Regions from separate parts of the Mus musculus genome. Here region 1 is linked to region 2. A link is a contact called in public Hi-C data. All regions are on one chromosome and are shown on one strand. Each heading gives the region's core, a stretch centred on a gene start, on an enhancer-like site or on the middle of the called end of the contact. The rest is flanking DNA. Distances are from core to core; before and after follow the strand shown.

Region 1 (6,518 bases), core at 3,908-6,407, 460 kb before region 2:
AGAGGAAAAACTGCTCTTCCCTAATTACTTTAATTGCACATAAGGTTCTGTGCATTCTGGAAAAGCTGTAACACATGAAGAAACATGAAAAGCGGACTACACCCTGTTAATGAGACAGTGATTAAAGCTCCATGAATTTCCACCAGCATCATACGCTCTTAAAAACCAATGACCACCTTCCCGTGGCAAATCAGAACACAACCATATTTAACAACAAACTCAAATCACTGCCAATGGTTTATTAATTCCAACACTTACTTCTCTGGGATATGGATGGATCAGAAAGAACTTGGGCTACCTGACTCAGTCAGTTAGGCATCACTATTAAAAGAATGTATTTCTGGGACATATATGTGTGCTGAGGCAGGAGACTAAAACCCTACAGGTTTACCATCTCCATGCTATTCTTTCTCACTTAAAATTTCTGCAAATGCAATTACCAAAAACAAAACAAAACAAAACAAACAACAACAACAAAAAAAAAAAAAACCCAAAATCTGAAAGGCTACTTTCAGTCACTGCTTACTGTGTTTCTACTTGGTCATTTCCTCAAATCTTAGGATATATATATACTCTGAGAGGAGAGAGTTGTTTAAAGACTTTGTGACATGTCTTTGGCTATATTCTATCATCTGCTTCAGAAAGCTAGTGCACTTTAAACTGTAACTATTCTAAGGTAAACCTTCACATTACTAAACACACTGGATACTAAATAATACAATTCATTATGTCTCCAAACACTTATGCTTCAGTCTTGTCCAATAATTCCCTCCAAGAAAGTAGGCAAGAAGAAACCTTAACCTGTTTTTCAAAGTCCTAACTAGATGACAACACGGGGCAGATTAAAACAATAGTCTGATAACAATGCCTGAACTTGTTCTATTTTCCTATCATGTGACTGTCCAATAAATGACTAAACAAATATATATATATATATATATATATATAAGAGAAATGCTTAGGTTCTTGTTAAAGAAAACATAATCCTTTAAACTTCTTTTCATAAGAACTTTATTTCCATCAATCAAAATAAAATACACCATGTTCTATATTATCAAATAATATTTTATACTGGTATTTTTATTTTATTTTCATGATGTATTGCTTGTTTTCCATACATATAAGAGATAGCTAAATTTATTATCTTACTCATTTGTGAACAACCAGTTGACATGTGCATAGCTAAGTGACTGACTCACTGAAGTCTCCTTAGGTAACCAAATGGAAGAACATGAACTCAAACTCGGGTCCTGTGTTTTCCAGTGTAAGATTTTGTTAAAACACACACTGACAATTTCCTAGCAAACTTAGAAGTGATAGTGATAGAAAAGCAAAAGACCGGAGGTGAGTGTTGAGTGCAGTTAGGTACCCTGAAGGGCCCATTACTGCATCACTGGCTGTTTGCTTGGAAGTTTCCAGTTGCTGCAGGGGGAGGAAGGGAAGGAGGGAGGGAGGTGAGAAGGGAGAGATCTCTTGCAGAGCTCACCTTCCCTATCCATACAGCAGAAACCAGATGCCCATCCTCACACAGAATAAGAATACTGACAGCACCATAGCCATCAGCTCTTCCTCTACTGTACTGTTTACTCTTTTGAGCAGAGCAGAGTTCTAGTTACCCAGTAGCTGATGGTGAGGCTGACCCCTGAGAAGAGCTCTTTGAGTATAACATTGATATTTAACACTCAACACCTGGAGCCTGCTGGCCCTTCAGGGCTCTCATCTGAGAAATTTAACCCCTGTGAGCAGAGAGCATACCCAGGGACAAAGCAGAGAGCCTGCTAGGACCATCGCGAGTGAGGAGACACAGAGTACTGATCTAAGTGAGCCACTAAAACAGTTTACAGAGCAGCCGAGAAGATGGAATGGTTTAAATCAGCCATATCACATTAATTTTAACAGCTGAGAAAACCGTAAGAAAGTAGACCAGGGAGAAAGCAGTGTTTGAAAGGCATACTTGACCTTTTCTAAATCCACACTACACTAATTCTTAGAAAAAAAAAAAAAAGATAAACAGCAAATTGGTCTATAAAATAAAAACAGAAAGTCAAAACAAACACAAAAATTAAAAACTCTGGTTCTCAAGTCCCAAATATCTCCTTGGAAAAACCCTGCAGGAGCTCCGGAGCTATTCTGCTAACTTTGCCACATAGTCCTCCTGTCCTCCTTCTTTCTCTTACTAAGTTCCTTCCCGCCCCCCCCCCAAAAAAAAAACCAAAAAACAAAAACAACAACACATTCAACTCACAGTGACCATATTGAATGAATAAACCAAAAAAAAAAAAAAACAAAACAAAACAAAAAACAAACAAGACAAAACAAAACGCAGAGATGGGATCATCATGTGCACTGCTTAATGTCTTCCGATCACCCTTGAGATGAGCTCAGGGAAAACGGAGATCTAGCCCTGGAGGGATCTGCTGCTCATTCAAGGACATAACTAACAACTATTATCAAAGGTGAGAAGTACACAGCAGGCTGAGGAGTTAAAGAGGTCAGAGGAGACTTCGACGTGGGCAACAGATCTAGGGTTGAAGTGGAAGAACAGTTTTGGTTTGGGGGTTTGGGGGGCAGGGGGAGCTTGGTGTTGCTGTTTTGTTTTGTTGGGGTTTGTTTTTAGATTCAGTGCCTGGGACTGAACCCACATCCGTGCACGTGCTAGTCAGGTGCTCTGTCACTGGGCGGCAGCACTGGCACAGGAAGAAGGACTGTTTCATCAGGCACAGAAAAGGCAACAAGACAAAGGGCAGCCAACAAAGTCGGGCCTGGGAATCCCGGACCATGAAGACCACAGACTGGACTCTATGGAGCCACTACAAGCAATGGGGTTGGCCCCAGCTCTGGGCTGGGATCAAGTCCGAATGGGTCAGTGCCCAAGAACTCGGCGTGTGCTTCCTGAGTGCTGAGAATTCATCCTTCCCAACATCCAACCCCCAAGGGCTGAGCAGCTGCGTCATCCCACTGAGTATCTAAGGGTTAAAAGTAAAACACAGCACAGGGTAGGAAAAAAAATCTTATTAAATAAGTCGGATTCTTGTCTTAACTTCCTAGAAATCTTGCTTTAGTTGCAGCAGAGTGGAGATAAATTTAATGCTTGGTTTCATCTCAACTGCTCTAGTCATATCTTCCCTTCTAACCAGTTGTTCTTTTACAGTTGTGTTTGATGCACACTTTACTGTAGTAAGCCAACGCGATTTTTAAAATTGCTTTTGTTTTGATGAAGTGCATCATATATAAATAAAACTAAAGCAAACTCTGACCTGTTTATAAAACTGGAGGTGAATAACAAACTTTTAAAAGTTAAGAGAATTTAAAAGTCATCAATTAAGTAAATCTCATTACTCTATAAATATTTCAATGAGAGTCATAACCAATTAGAGCACAATACCCAGTTACTGAAATTGGCAATTGCTCTGAACTCTACAGTCCCTGGGTTCAGCAATCTATGTGTTCACCCAGCTATCTAGTTTGACCTTCCCTGTGAATCAGCACTGCTACTCTGATGCCAAAATGACCTTCTGAAACTTACAAAGCTTCCAAGGCTGCAGATATTTTCAGCTGTATCAGCCTGGCTGTCACAGAGTTCTGCATGACATTGAGTGGCAAAGCTGGCACCTCCTGCACCAGCCTGACCTTTTAAACTCATGAGATGTTGCTGCCACTCAAAGTTGGATTTTCTCTTTCTACATAATTTTATGAAGCTGTTCCTCTTGGTTAATTGTCAGGTAGTGATTCTAAGCATAAAATCTCATTTTTCTTTACATGAAAATAAATATATTCTTTTAGGCACATATAGTAAATCTCTCATCATCACACACTTTAAATAAATTTTAATTTCAACCTATAAATTATAATTTTGAAATTACTGAAAACATTAGAAATATTTAATATACCTACTAAGTGTCAGTATTGCTATAATGGCCACTATCAAATTCTTAAAATTTCTATATTTTACAATATATTTAGTATCCATGTTGACTATAATGCATTCAAGGTACAGTACAATTTCAAGAACAGAGGGGCCAATGTCAGTACACACAGCAACAGCTGCATGCTTAATTTATTTCCTTTTTCTCTGATATTTTAAACAGGAACACTGCTGTTTATTTCCCTTGCTAAACACTGTATTAGTGTGGAATTTTCAAACCTAAGCATCGTTATCTATAAAGATACAGCTCTGCAGTTATCTTTGAAATTGTTGATACATAAAGGGAAATATTAATACTATTATCAGTAATGAAAATATAAGTAAATCGGTTAAAATTAATGTAAGTGGAAGAAAATGGAAGTGGAATTTAAGTCACTAAGGCATGCTAGGAAGGTTCTGAATAACAGGAGCTATCAACTGTTTGATGTCAATCTTTCCTGAGAGCACAGTTAGATATTTACATATGCACACATATATTAGTGTATTTCTATTTCCTTCTATTTAGAGGAGATAATGTTCAATATTGTTATAAATTTTCATTAGTAATACAAACGTGCAAAATGACTTAACATTTCAATACAAATCTGTAAACTAACCCATTAATGGGAGAACCAATCCCTTTGACACATTCATCCTGTTCCATTTTAGCTTCAGTTCCTCGGATACTTTGTCATCCTTTATAGAATATACAGGGACATATGGGTGTAACACAAAACTGTGTATGCACCCCACACTCATGGAGATGAAGGAAACTGGGGAGGGAAGTAAAAATATTATTCAGATATCTCTAGTAATTACAGAAGAATTTGATTTTGTATTATTTTAATGATTAAAACAGGTATCTTTTATAATGAGAGAAATTAAATTAATTCTCAATAATGCAGTTGAGCAGACAATCAGAGTACTTGCTCCATCCTTCTTGGGCTCAAGACATTTCTTCAAATGTGTCACTAGGCAAGCCAGCCACCACAGCTATTGGGAGAGAATCTGTTACAAGTGACATCAGATACAGATGCAGCTATCTTTGAAATTGTTGATAAATAATAGGAAATATTTTGAGTCAGCTAATATCAGTAACAAAAGGATGGATAAATAGGTTAAAATTTAACTGAAGTGGAAGAAAACGGTGGCGATGATTTTTGAATCTAAAATTAGATTCTGCTGGTCTTGGCAAGTGCTGGGGTAAAGGTATTAAATTGAGAACAGCAAACATGGTACAGACCACAGGGCAGACTAGGCCATCTGATAGAGCCCTCATTCCAAAGCCAAGGCACTCCACATCCAGTCTGTCTCCTGTAAGTCTATGCCCATCATTCTTTTTTTTAAACCTCTTCACATCTTACCTCTTCATTAAGACTTTACTTAACTAACTTGTAGTAGCCCTTGAATGTGTGTGTGTGTGTGTGTGTGTGTGTGTGGTGTATGGTGTGTATGGTGTGTGTGTGTGTGTGTGTGTGTGTGTGTGTGTGTGTGTGTGTGTCTATGTGTATTTTAACTTAATCCAGACCATATCAAGGCCAAGAAAGCAGCACAGCCGGTGCAGAACTGCAGGCTGCAAGCTGCAGGCTGCAGCAGGATTGAGGCCAGGTTTCCATAGCACTTTCCTGTTGGCCCCGGAGCAAATGACACGCTCTTATTCTTCCCAAGCATCTGTTTCCTCACCTATGAGCCATAGTGAGCGACATGCCTGCTTCTCACGGAGCTTAAGAACTATGTATGGTCACAATACTAAAAGAATAGCTATCCACCAAGAAAGGAGCTGCTTACACATGATCATGATTAACCGTCAGATCAGTTCCGGTTGGCTTGTCTTCATTATTTCACTTAGAATAGGCCACCCATTTTAAAAGATCAGAAACCATGTTTTTTTTTTTTTTTTTTTTTTTTAATGTCAGTCAAAATCCTACAATGAACTCCTGATGCAGTGGTCCTTAAATATTTACTACTTAAACTGAGCAATGATAAGCACTCAAATAGAAGGGATAGGTTGTCCAACCTAGAATGCAGATTGGATCCTGAGAATAAAGAGCAAACACTGAGAGGTGAACAGGGTCTTACAGAACTTGCACACTTGCACGGTCACCATTGGAGAGCTTGGAAGCAAGCGGGACAGGAAAGAAGGAAGAAAGCAAACGCTGCTTCCTGCACAGAGAGAAAAGGTAGAGAGAGAAAAGCCCACTGTGCATATCTGAACCCTTGGTTAATAAACCTGAAATCAGCTCAACTCTAACTTATGGCTTTTCCTTTCCTCTCAACACAAAACTTGTAGGCTCTAACACTTGACTGTCAATACTCAAGAAGTTTTATTTTAATTATCTCTTTTATTTTCTGAGATTATAATACATCATTCCTCCTTCCTCCAAACCCTCCCTATATTCCTCCTTGTTCTTCAAAATCATGGCCTCTTTTTCATCAACTATCATTATATTCACATATGTATGTATATGTCTGTCTCACACACACACACACACACATACACACACACACACACTCACAAAGCCTGCTCAATCTATTAATTAACATCTAATATGATGAATTTTGTGAGAAACAACTGGATTCAATTCTGCATAGCCAGATGATACCGTGGTTGGTC
Region 2 (7,074 bases), core at 640-3,139:
GACCTCGGAGGGCGGGGAGCGTGTTGCACTGTGTATAGGCCATATACTTGAGTGTTTTATTTCAAACTCTTGGCAGAAAGCTTTGTCTTTCTTGCTAAAGATTCCCTAGGATAGGGGTGTATCATCAGAGGCTTGGCAAAACTCAGCATCTCAAAACCATTAACTCCCCCTAGAAGCAGGTCATGTTTTGAATTATGACAAGTTAACATGAGGGAAAACAAGTGAAAGCAATCTACTAGTGACTCTTCACATAAAGGACATTTAAGCACATCCCATCTCTGTCCCCTAAAATTACAGCAGTTTTCTTCACTGGAAATTATTCCTTTTTTTTTTTCTTAATGTGAACTTTACAGCATCATTGAGCTCTCTGATGAAATAGCTAGAGTCTTAAATAGTATACACTCTTCTAAAACCTTCAGGGTTCCTGAGATCAGAAAGAAAAGTAAAACAGGAAAAACCATTCTATAAAATCTATTGCAGAAAATGACTTTTGGCAGAGTAGCAGATAGATAAGTTAAAAATAGATGGGCCACTTTGTTGTTTCGGGGTCTTTAATTTTTTCTTAATTCCCACTGTATAGAAATTCATTGAGATGTGTAGAATTTAGGTCTGGTTTCTATTGCTGTAGCTTTTTTTCTTGGATTTTCATTTTCAAGTTCTTTATATAAAAGCCTTATAACCTTTATTATAAAGATCTTGCAAGTAAATAATGACATTAAAACTAACCAGAACCAGTGTGTATAATAAAGTTTTAATACATTTTTTCAAACATAAAAAAATAATAATTGCTTTTCAGATTCTTGTACATGAACCTGTGTTATGTTCCTAAATGGTGGCAGGCAGAGGCACAAGCGCCTAATACTCAAGCTTGTTGGTGGCTGATTTCTTAGTGCTGGAGCAAGACTTAGAGTTGTATGCCCATGAGGATATCCCTCCTCCTATGCCACAATACACTTACTATGTATTTCTGACTTTTCTAGTATGTAAGACCTAAAACTGAAAATTACAGCACTAAAATTTCTGTGAGATCTAAAAGATACCTCTGTATCCAAATCTGGTTACCATTACACAGAGCAAAGGCCAGAGAGGCAACTGAGGGCCCCACACAAATGTACATTTTAGGTTAGGCTTGGCAGTTGGCTATGGTTCAGGTGGGCTAGACCTATGGAAATTCACAAGACTGAACAAGCACACAGGATGTGCAATTAGGCTAATCCTGGAATTTAGATATGCCATGAGTGAGCTAGATACAAGTAATCTCAGTAGGTTGAGCTGGTGCATAAGATAGGTGACTAGGGCCAAGCAGAGTTTGTATTTCAGACTGATATGAAAGATGTACAGTCAGTGCCAATCCTGTATATTGGGAATAGTACATAAAGAGTTTAACAATCTTGGCTGATGTGTAGGATGTGCAGTGTTGGCTGGCTCTGGATGACACATATGGCACAAATAGTCTAGGCTCAGGCAGACTTCTATTTTTATTTGTTTACATTTCACTTGGGATTTAATTACCACACTCTTTACATTGCTGACATTCTTTTTCATGTTCTTTTTAAACTGTTGATTATGTTTATGATTGTACTTTTAAACTCATATCCTGAGGTTTGTCTGGGTAGTTATTCCTGGAGAACATGTCTACAGGACTCAATTGAGGGGCATCATATTGTTTTAGCCATTCACTTTGATTTTGGTTTTGTTGAGTGCTCTGGTCTTGTAGACTTTTTCATTGTGTGTCTGATACAAGATATTATGCCGCTTTGTTGAGTGAAAGTTTGGCTCTGTTTTTGCTATTGCTCAAGCATGGTTGATTTTAGATAAAGTATGAAGAGCTTGTATGTCAGTCCTCCAGAGTTTCCAAATTGAGTTTTTGATTGGAGTGTTGGATGTGATTCTAGCTCAGTGGCAACCAAGAAAGGGCGTGAATGTGAGACTCCTCCCTGGGTCTGCCTGGGCAAGTACACAATACCTGGGTATTGTGTCACAGTTTCTTTAATGAAAACTTTCCATCTCATAGGAAAGCTCATAAAACACAAAATGTTAAAGGGGAGATCAACATTGTATTTTAAGACAGGCTGTTTTCGGGGAGGTAAAACAACAGAATTCCTGAGGTTAAATAAAACATCCCATCCTAAAGAGAAACTCCCTAAGCTTAGGATCTCTCCCTCCCACCCATGAGTAAGCAATAAGGAGTCACTGTGAGAGAAGTCTGAGTTGACTGAGAGCAGTTGAGAGCAGTAGAACAGGTTGGAAGAGGCAAGATTAGCTACTTTTCCTGAAACCCCAGGTCAGCTGAGTTACTTGGAAAGAATGCTTTGCATGCTGGGGTGCCTGTAGGTTTCAGAAAGCTTTAGGTTCCCAACCTTAGTCCACTCACTGTCAACCACACTGGGGTAGGCTCCAGTGATGTAACTGCCCTTGTGGCATTTCTACTTTTGCAAGGAACCTCTCACCTATGTTCCTGTAAGCAGCTCTTAAAAATATTCGTTGGTTCACAAAGGAAGTTGAATTTTATCATGTGTGTACACTGCCTTACCTTTGGTTCCCTATCTGGAGTGAGTAGACATTTGTTTACATCTCCCTAGGAATAGTGTCACATCTGGTCAGAACTAGAAGGGTAAAGAAGTGTTCATCAGGGACCACAGGCAGTCACTTCTCTGGACTACAATCTGCATGGACTACGTTAGGTTTTCTGGGAGTATGAAAACTTTAAAAGAAGATGAGTGTCCAGGTCACTAATTAACCAGGCTGGGGTGGTTAGCATACCCTGAGCTAAGCCTGGGACTATGTATACATTCAATAAATGAAGTAATTTTCTTAGTAGAAAGAATGACAAGATCATCTGAGAGTAGTGGGTAGATAACCAGAGCACATCATAGCTCACCTATATTTGTCTAGTTCTTGTGGTCTTTCTCAAATTAACTGTGATATAAAATATTTCAATTAGTACATTTTTACAGTTTATTACAACAAGCTCTGTTTTAGAAAAACATAATGTGTGTTAGCTCTACCTTTCTTGCAATTCATTTTTCAAGATTTTATTCTAGTACTTATTTTGTATGGAACATAACATAAAGGGTTTTGTTGTTGTTTATTTATTTTAGTTAATATGTTGTTTACTAATATACATGTTTAAAGAATTGATTTGACTAGAATTTCTTCCTATCTTTCCCCTTAAACTTTTGTAATTAAGGAATAGTTAAAATTGGGCGGAAAATTGTTCAGTATAAACCACTTGTTTAGTACTTGCAAGTTCTTGAGTTCAATCTCTAGTACACACACACACACACACACACACACACACACACAGAGAGAGAGAGAGAGAGAGAGAGAGAGAGAGAGAGAGAGAGAGAGAGAGAGAACGCAAATAAACTTCAACATTCCAAGGCAAGTTTTACAGGCAGAGGGATGTAACTAGAAAATATCATCCTGAGTAAAGTAACTCAGACTTGAAAGGACATGCATGGTATATTCTCACTAATAAGTAGATATTAGCCTAAAAACTACAGAACACCTAGACTTTAATCTGCAGAACTCAAGAAGGTTAACAAATAGAAGTGTTCATGTAAGGATGCTTCAGTCCCACTTGGGAGGGGGGAGAAAATAATCATGGGTCCAGAGAGAGGGAGGGACCTAGGTGGGAGTGGTGAGGGGGCAAGAAAAGGAGAGGCGTGATCATGAATGGGGGAGGAATACAGGAGAGAAGCCCTGAGGGCCAGCAGAATGAATGGAAATATGCAACGTGGGGCAGGTGGAGGTGAGGAGACCCTTTAGAAAGTATCAGAGACCAGGGAGGTGAAAGACTCAAAGTACTCAAAGGGAGGGACCTTAGATGCAATGTACAACAATGGAGATAGGGAATTTATAGAGTCCACCTCCAGTTCAAAGACAGGGCTTCAAGTGGAAGGATGGGATTGTCATCCCACAGTCAAAAACTCTGACCCAGAATTGTTCCTGTCTAAGAGACCTTCAGGGACAAAAATGGAGACAAGACTAAGAGAAAGGAGGTCCAGTGAACTGCCCAACTTGGGATCCATCTCCAATGCCCGACACTACTAATGATGCCATGGTGTTCTTATAAACAGAAGCCTAGCATGGCTATCCTCTGAGAGACACAACAAGCATCTGAGACTGATGCAGATACTTACCTCCAACCATTGGGCTGAAGTCAGGACCCCCTGTGGTTGAATTAGGGAAAGGCTGGAAGAAGCTGAGGAGGGACCCTGTAGGAAGACCAGAAGTCTCAAGTAACCTGGGACCGCTGAGATCTTTCAGACACCGAGGCACCAACCAGGCAGCATACAGGAGTTGGTCTGAAGCTCCCAACACATACACAGTATAGGATTGCATGGTCTGGCCTCAGTGGAAGAAGATGCACCTAACCCTCGAGAGACTTGAGGCCCCCAGGAGTGGGGAGGCCTGGTGGTAGGGTTGGGGGGAATGGAGACATCGGGGAGGAAAAATAGGATGAGGAACTGTGGGAGGACAGACCAGGAGCAAGGGCTGGACTGTAACAAAATAAAAGCAATGATAACAACAACAACAACAACAACAGAGTGTAAACTTTAAGACAAAATAATTATTAGAAAAAAAAGGAAAAACTTAAGTTACTAAGTACTCAGAGTTGACAAAATTCTAAACTTACAAAACATTTTGCTGTTTTTGATGCTGTGTTGGTCCACATGACACTCCAAGATTCCCCAGCATTATCAAGGAGAGGTAGGTACACATAGTATGCCTCAAAAACCTCATAGGAGGAACAACAATATGAACTTACAAGTACCCCCAGAGCTCCCTGGAACTAAATCACCAACCAAAGAAAACACATGGTGGGACTCATGGCTCTAGCTGCATATGTAGCAGAGGATGGCCTAGTCGGTCATCAATGGGAGGAGAAGCCCTTGTCCTGTGAAGGTTCTATGTCCCAGTATAGGGGAAAGCCAGGCCCAGGAATCGGGAGAGAGTCGGTTTGTGAGCAGGGGGAGGAGGGAAGGGACAGGGGGTTTTCAGAGGGGAAACTAGGAAAGGGGATAACATTTGAAATGTAAATAAAGAAAATATGTAATAAAAAATAACCAAATACTCTTTCTGTCCTAGATGTTTCCTCGGATCTTTGTATATTGTGAATACAACCAATATACTTTAACACACCAGTGTCCAGTTTTCAGTTTGTTTAAGCGTCTATTACAAACCGTTGCACAATTTCCTCAGTGCACCTTTCCCTGATCACTTTGCATTTCCTTAGGAAAAACCAGGAAAATTATAAATTGTAGGTATACAAGGAAGAACTTTGCAAAGGAAATTGTGCCTGTCTGCAAGCAATAAAATATCCAACATCTATATTATGTTGCTAGGCAGTTAGTAAACAAACTACATATATATGTAGTGTATGTGTGTGCCATTGAAAAGTCAGAAAGACCAGTATTTGCATCTAGTATCAATATGATAAAGATAGTTTATATTTGCATGTGGAATTGGCATTACAGAAACCTATGCACTCTTTATATTGCTTGAGAATTTTTCTGAACAAATAACCATATTCCACTGGAAAAAGTTTAACTTTTCCTTTTTTACTTCAGAGGCTTTTGTATTTTTGTCATCATGTATGTGAAGTATGATCCTTAGTATAATATGAAATGAAATTAGTAACACATACTTTTGTAATTTACTCTTAAAATGGAGTATTCAAATTTTCACTACTTTGCATAATTTCATTTGGTTTTCTCCATAGACATTTTTATCAAGTCTGCATCAAGTTAGGAAAATCCAGGAAATAGTATAATATGTTTTGAATTTGATCACTTTTTATAGTAAAGGAGAAAATTAGCTTTGGGTTTTAGAATTTTTACATGGTTTAGAATTCATTTATTTTTGTATGCATTATCAAAATTTGAATTTCTAGGCTAAGTCCAAATTGCTCAACACATATTTCCAAGTTTTTTTTTAAATTATGAATTGGCCAATCCAATTTTGTTATATATTTTTGGTACTTATATATTACATTATTAAGTTCTAGTTTTCTTTATTTGGTGTTTTTGATTTGGCCATACTGGTGTGATATATTAAATCATAATGATATGTACTCCTAATTGCTGAGCTGCCTCAAAAGAATACTTTAAATACAAATGTAATGAGACAATGATATAAAAATGAATAGAGACACATGAGTTCAATTTCAAAAACCACACAACTGTAAACACAAAACCAAAACAAACCCTAATTCATACATATCATTGTGAGGACCTGTGTCCAGTTCCCAATATCCATGTTGAGTCATTCACAACCTCCTGTAATTCTAGATCCAGAGAATTAGATGAACTTTGTGACCTACGTAGGTACCTACCAATGTGTATACACCCACACAGAAATACCATACCCATATAATTTAAAATAAACTATTTTAAAAATTAAAAATAAATAAAATTATTTCCCCTATATGCAACCTGCAATTTGTCTTGGCTTTCTAAAAAGACAATTTTAAAGTAACCACCTTTTCTCCTTCCTTCCTTCCTTCCTCCCTCCCTCCCTCCCTCCCTCCCTCCCTCCCTCCCTCCCTCCCTTCCTTCCTTCCTTCCTTCCTTCCTTCCTTCCTTCTTTTCATTCTTTCTTTTTTGCTATTTTTCTTGATATGGGGCTTACTGTGTTCATCAGATTGGCCTCACCTATAACTATGTGACTCTGCCTCCCAAAATGATCCTATCACAGTTATGTGCCATCATGTCTGGCCAAAAAAAACTCTTTGAATAAAAATGTTTGCACCATGTATATTTAATCTAATTCTTATGAGTTTAAAAACAATCATCTTGCTATAAATTTCATTTTCTTTAATATTTTTCCCTTAAAATATTTGAGATTGTCCCCTGAGTATTTGTATCTATATTTTATACTGACATATGCTCTTTTACTTAGAATATTTATCTAATTTTTAAAATGACATTCTAGCTTCAAGCAGCCTTATATTTCTTCACATATTGTGAAAAATCTATTCAAGAGACTATTTCTATCTCCTTCCTTCATATTAAATTGCTGTACATATTTTATATTTATTCCATATAGATTATCACTTAGTGAAATATG

Evidence for each region. Hi-C and Micro-C count contacts between places; a contact is called where the count stands out from the background.
Region 1: a Hi-C map of liver shows a contact between it and region 2, with 2.1 times the contacts expected there. The contact joins two enhancer-like sites. A contact is called at or near these places in 1 of 15 datasets of contacts at CTCF or cohesin (large pre-B cells), 1 of 484 Hi-C or Micro-C datasets (liver) and 3 of 115 datasets of contacts at active chromatin or transcription factors (bone marrow-derived macrophages, forebrain and large pre-B cells).

Annotation. Positions count from the first base shown.
Region 1 is chr3:60,512,625-60,519,142 of GRCm38.p6, reverse strand. The region is part of intron 1 of Mbnl1 (muscleblind like splicing factor 1); the gene reads right to left. Among named protein-coding and RNA genes, the nearest start is that of Mbnl1, 15 kb to the right of the region's middle. Within about 2 kb of position 5,157, at least 27 of the 459 cell types and tissues checked have an H3K27ac peak or open chromatin away from gene starts, as enhancers often do. A contact at or near this core is called in liver, where this site is marked.
Region 2 is chr3:60,048,911-60,055,984 of GRCm38.p6, reverse strand. No RefSeq gene overlaps it. Among named protein-coding and RNA genes, the nearest start is that of Aadac, 21 kb to the right of the region's middle. Within about 2 kb of position 1,889, at least 16 of the 459 cell types and tissues checked have an H3K27ac peak or open chromatin away from gene starts, as enhancers often do. A contact at or near this core is called in liver, where this site is marked.